Regions from separate parts of the Lactuca sativa genome. Here region 1 is linked to region 2. A link is a contact called in public Hi-C data. All regions are on one chromosome and are shown on one strand. Each heading gives the region's core, a stretch centred on a gene start, on an enhancer-like site or on the middle of the called end of the contact. The rest is flanking DNA. Distances are from core to core; before and after follow the strand shown.

The links. A called contact is a pair of places that touch in the nucleus more often than the background predicts.
Region 1: a contact with region 2 is called in a Hi-C map of leaf, with 10 times the contacts expected there. The contact joins the promoter of LOC111893046 here to the promoter of LOC111893021 in region 2. A contact is called at or near these places in 2 of 4 Hi-C or Micro-C datasets (both in leaf).

What each region holds. Positions count from the first base shown.
Region 1 is chr1:65,251,989-65,254,954 of Lsat_Salinas_v11, forward strand. LOC111893046 (ABC transporter B family member 1) reads left to right here and starts at 1,420. Exons shown (of 8, transcript XM_023889117.3): 1 at 1,420-1,887; 2 at 1,966-2,020; 3 at 2,122-2,297; 4 at 2,384-2,584. The coding sequence starts at 1,510.
Region 2 is chr1:64,991,630-64,994,934 of Lsat_Salinas_v11, forward strand. LOC111893021 (probable CoA ligase CCL7) reads right to left here and starts at 1,253. Exons shown (of 5, transcript XM_023889094.3): 1 at 189-1,253; 2 at 1-106. The coding sequence starts at 1,175.

The DNA of each region.
Region 1 (2,966 bases), core at 170-2,669, 260 kb after region 2:
AATTTTAGATTTCATGATTAATAATATCAAAGACTAAATTACATGTTTAGTCCAGATGTTTGGTATTCATAACACCTTTGGTTAAACTATCGTCAATATTGTAGACATAGTACCTATTACAACCTAAACTAGCACCTTTGGTCCCTCCCTCTTGACACCGTTATTATATTTCATTTAAGACTCATCATATGCCATGCACATGAGGGCATTTTGGTCTTTTCACCTATCTCTATGTCACTCCCTCTCTCATTTCACTCATCTCTCTTTGACTATATTTTGTTAACAAACAAAACTCAAAAAAAAGAATACAACCATTGGTTTTTCTCTAAGTAGACCACAAAACCATGATTTGGATGTTTGATTGAGAAATATGTGACTTCAATTAAAAGGCTATTGCTAATTGGACTTGAAGTTGTATATTATAGTTAGCAAAGCTTAGGTCTTGGGGTGGGTTAACGTGGACCACTCAGATAGTGATAAACCCTTGGAAAGTTCTCGTGTTGCACCGCCCAGTTACTAGTTACTTAGACTATGTCAAGAGGGATGTACCAATGGTGCTAACTATCAACTCCTTAGGTAACGTTAACGAGATTGAAGTTAAATAACAATACTAGATATTTTCAAATATGTATTCTTGTAACATAACTGGAGCCTACTAGTTGAGGAATGAAATTCCAAACAGATCCAGAGTTCAAACTTTGGCACATCCAAAATATTATTAGTGTTCTATACTGACTTCGGCCTTGGGGCGGTTGACATGGGTCGCTTCAGATGATATGGTTTACCATTTTTTTTCAAAACTTATTTATTGAAAAAAAATGTTGAAGGAAATTTAAAGGTTGTTACTATGTAAAGGTTGTTAGTATTTAACTTGAAAGAAATTTATGGTTTACTCAAATAAATTTTTATTTAAAGACATTCACGGAAAGAAATTTAAAGGCTGTTATTATATAATTTGCGTATTATAGGTACCAAAACTTATTTATTGAATTAACTTTAAAGGCTGTTGCAGTATAATTTGAAAGAAAATTATGGTTTACTCAAATAAATTAATACAAAGATATTATTGAAAGAAACTTAAAAGCTGTTACTATATAATTTGAAGGTAATTTATTGAATGTAATTAATGGTTTACTCAATAAAAATTTATTGAAGGATTTTTAGTGAAAGAAATTTAAAGTCTGTTACTATATATTTTGCGTATTATAGTTATACCATAACTTGTTTCTTGAAAGAAATATTGTTTCGTATATAATCTGTTTTCTTTTATACACTTGAATGTAGACTCTATGAGGTGTGAACAAAAGAATCTTTGTTCATATAATTACTCGGGACTTTTCTTTTTTACCTTTTAAAATTAAATTGAGAAAAGAAAAGTGATACAGTATAAAAGAGAGCTTCAAAGTCTTTAATGTTAGAGAAAGAAAAAGTTATACAGACAAAAGAGAAAGTGAAGGAGAAAGAGAAAGAGAGAGAAAGTGATAAATAAATAAAAACATTATTAAAAAAATGCGATCAGAAGCATCTGAGGAGAAGATAAAGAGAAGGAGAGAGCAGTTGGAATGGTTCGAAATGCAAAGTCTTGAACTTGTCTCTGAAAACCCAAGCCCACCCTTGGGTTCTTCTTCTTCTCAAAACAAAGAAACCATGGAAATGGAAGGAGAGAATAGTAAAAATGCAGAGAAAGATAAGGGTGTTTCAGTAGGATTTGGAGAGTTATTTAGATTCGCAGATAGATTAGACTATGTGTTAATGGGTATTGGAACAATTGGTGCCTTTGTTCATGGTTGTTCGTTACCTATTTTCCTCAGATTCTTTGCTGATCTTGTCAATTCATTTGGCTCCAATGTCAACAACATTGATAAAATGACTGATGAAGTGTTAAGGGTAACTTTCTTTTTCTCCAAATCCAATTTTTTCACCATCAAAATTTCATCTTTTTCATTTCTTTTCAAATTCTTGCAGTACGCATTTTACTTTCTTATAGTTGGAGCTGCAATTTGGGCATCTTCATGGGCAGGTATGCTTGTTTGTTCTAAATTCTTCACCTTTTAGGGATCAATATCAATTATTCTTGAAAAAGATTTGAAATTTGACATGGGTTTTATTATTTATTTGCAGAGATATCATGTTGGATGTGGACAGGAGAGAGACAATCAACAAAAATGAGGATCAAATATCTTGAAGCAGCACTGAGTCAAGATATTCAGTTCTTTGACACTGAAGTCAGAACTTCAGATGTTGTATATGCGATCAATACTGATGCTGTTATGGTTCAAGACGCCATTAGTGAAAAGGTGAAAAAGATCAAATCTTTTTGACTCATACATATGAGATTATTAACTCTGTGTTTGTTTGTGTGTATGTGTGTGTGTGCGTGCAGCTAGGGAATTTTATACACTATATGGCGACATTTGTATCTGGATTTGTGGTGGGATTCACAGCAGTTTGGCAATTGGCGCTTGTGACACTTGCAGTGGTGCCTTTAATTGCGATAATTGGAGCTATTCATACAATTACATTAGCGAAACTGTCTTCTAAGAGTCAAGAAGCTCTTTCGGAAGCTGGAAATATTGCTGAGCAGGTGTGTTTTATACTTTTATATAAATATAATTCCCTTAAATCCATAAAATGAATTCAAGAAAGTAGTAATTTCTCTTTTTTTTTTTGTTTTTTTTCATGTGAGTTTGCTGAATTTGAGCTAAGTTCAACGACATATCAGTCTTTCCTCTTATTTTCCCATCTGGGTATTGCTTGATTTGACCTAAATTCAAGATGACGAAAAAATCAGTCGTCCCCTGTTTTTTTTTTTTTTTTTTTTTATTTGGATCAAGGAAAAAAATCATTTTTTCCATGTTTCTTTCGATTTTTAAGAAATATATCAGTCTTTCCTCTAATTTTCTATCTGGGTATTTCTTAATCTTAGCTTAATTTGTTTTTGTTTTTGTTTTTGGGGAAAAAAAATC
Region 2 (3,305 bases), core at 3-2,502:
TAGATTCCATTCCTGGACAAAGTACTCCAGATGAACCTGAATTGAGAAATCCTGCCCTTGTATTCTCGATTGATATAATTCCACCTGTTTCTGTCATTCCATATCCCTACCGAAATACCAAACAGATTTGATATGTGTATTTGAAATGGATGAAATGGAGATAGTTTTTTGGATTTTGGATAACGTACCTGTAAAATCTTTGCTTGAGGAAAAATTTTGGAGCATTCATCCATGGTGTCCTTGCTTAAAGGTGCTGCACCGGTCCCAATCTCCTGCAACGATGAGACGTCGTACCTTCTGACAATCGCCGGCTGTTTCACCAGCGCCACCACAACAGGCGGTGCTGTGTAAAGGTGTGTTACCTTGTATCTCTGTATTGCATCCAGAGACTTCTCCAGCTCAAACCTCGCCATCACGACTGTGGCGTTCCCTCTCTGCAACTGTGCGTAGGTGAAGGTGATTAATCCCATGATGTGAAACAACGGGACCACGCATAGAAACACGCTTCTCCCTTCCTTGTAGAATTCCTGATCGGATGTCACCATTAACGCCGTCGCAATTATGCTCCGGTGAGTCAACACCACTCCTTTGCTCAATCCCGTTGTACCGGAAGAGTAAAGTATCGCGGCGACATCGGATTGATAAACGGAGGGAGACAGAGCGGCATGGTTACTCGATTTCGCTACTAAATCTGAGAAGTTTCCGAGATCAATTAACGGCAGATTGAAGCCGTTGACCTTGGAGAACAGCTGGTCAACCGTGATAATCAGCTTAGGTTTTGAATCGCTGATTTGGTGGGCAAGTTCTTTAACTGTATATAGCGGGTTAGCGGTGGTGGCGATGGCGCCAAGAGAGGTAACTGCGAGAAAGGCTACAGGGAAGAGGATGGAGTTCGGAGAGAAGATCAGAATGACATCGCCTTTGGAGATACTGTAAGTATAGTGTAGTGTCTTTGCGAAATCGGAGATTTTTCGTTTGAGCTGGTAGAAAGTGAAGATTTGATGGGAGTTAGGGTCGATTAAGGCAGGGCGATCGGAGTAAACAGAGAGGTTGCGGAAGAGAAAATCGACAATGGAGGTGGTGGGTGATTGTGGAAGGGGGACGGGTGGTCGGGGAGAGGTGTAGATTCCGGTGTTAGGATTGTAGAGAGAGTGGGGGTTTTGATGATCCGCCATTGTTGTTTACTGAGAGAAAGGAAGACAAAGAAGGGAATATGACAAACAACTTATACAGTTTTCACAAGACTACAAATTTCAATATGTCTTTAGTTTTTCTTTATTCAAAGTCGTGAAACAAAAAGTCTTTCTTTTTAATTTCACATATGACAACTTAGAATTTTATATTTTTTAAAAAATCCGATTATAATCGATTCAATCGATATACGTCAATAATAGTCGCAATAACCAAATCTTTTGGGTTACTTTTTATGCATTATCTTTTATGAAAATATTTGGTTATTTTTAACTTTTTTATGACTTATTCTTAAAGTCATCTTAGTTGTTCAAAAAACGTTATTTTGATTGGTACAGTTCTATGAGGCTGCGGCTTTTACGGCGGGCTAATGACTTGATAACTAAGAAACTATGACGTATGTATACATTTAGTTTTTTTTTATGAGAAAATGACAAAAATAGCCAATTATACTAATTGCATTACAAAAATAACCAAAAAAAATCGGGATTACAAAAATAGCCACCCATTTCGCAGGTGAGAAGGCCCCATCTGCGAAATGGGCATCTCATCTGCGAATGTACAAGTGCCTGAAGCACAGTTGTGCTTCAGGCACTTGTACATTCGCAGATGAGAAATTTTTTTTTTTTTTAATATTTTTCGGTATAAATAGGGGTAATTTCGCAGATGGAATAGGTCCCATCTGCGAAATCCTCTGATCCTATCTGCGAAATGATGATTTTTTTTTTTTTTTTTTTTTAAGGTTGACTACGAAATGAATTGGTTTGACTACGAAATGGGCTTTGCTATATAAAAATTTTTGTAGAAAAAATATCATTTTGGTTGTTATTTGGTTTGTGAAATACTCTCTATCTCTACAATTTGCTCAAAAAATGATTGAATATTTGGTTTGTCTTGTAACCGGTGGGAGATGGCAAGTTAATGGAACTAATCTGGAATACATATGTCCACAGGGAGGTATTTCTGAATTTGCTTTGATATTTTCTGAGTATATTAGTTATAGTGATTTTGTATCTATGGTAAGAAGCAAAATTGGTTTGTTAGACAAATATAGAATTAGTCTTCGTTTCCACCATCCTAAATTAAATTATTATATAGCTATAGTTGAAGACGTGGATGTTAGAATGTTGATAAACGTAATCAAATGTAGTGGAGGAAGGGCTGTGAAAGTGTTTGTGGTGGTTGATGAAGTTGAGGAGGTTAATGGGGGCGGTGAAATTGGAAACGAACTTGTTGGTAATTTATGCAGTTTTAAAGGGAGCAACGATCCGATAGGTACTTTCAATACTCCTAGTGTACCTCAGTTTCACAGTGTTGCTGAAAATGTTAATGTTAGTTATTCACCTATTCAATATGTGGATCCCGAGAATTACAAGTATGTTGGTGATGATGATGTTTGTACATATCTTAATCATGTTGGTGGTCGTTGTGATGATGTTGCCGAACAAGAAGTTAAACTTATGAATAGGCGTGTGGTAGATAAAACTAAAAAGAAAAAAAATTCAACTCAAAAAAATGAAAAAAATCATGTTTACGGGCATTATGTTGATGTTGGTGATGTATGTTTAGATATAACCGAGCTACAAAGTAATTCCGATAGAGATGAGTTGGGTGATGAAGTTAAAGCTAAGTATCCCGATAACCTTTTTTACGGTATGCCCCCTGTACCAGCATGGCCAGTTGATAATAATGAAGATATCCCAACACAGATGGTAGACATTAATCTTCAAAAGATTCAATGTGAGAGTATATTTAAAAACAAAGAACTTTTAAAGCGGTGTATTGGTAAAAAAATGTCTTCGAGAAGGTTTCCAGACGAGGACAAGTAGATCCACCAAATCAAGGTATGAAGCTGTGTGTGTTTCGAAAAATTGTTCTTGGTTACTAAGAGCAAAAGCAATTAAAAATACTGATGGACTTTTCCAAGTGAATAAATTTGTTGATGTACACACATGTTCTTCAACATTGTTGCAACCTAATCATCGACAAGCAAACAAATATGTTTTGGGTGAATATGTTGCTGATGTTTTGGCTGAAGACTATAGTAGAGTTTATCGGGGAAAAGAAATTGTTAATGATATGAATGCTCAATTGAATATCAATATCTCATACCA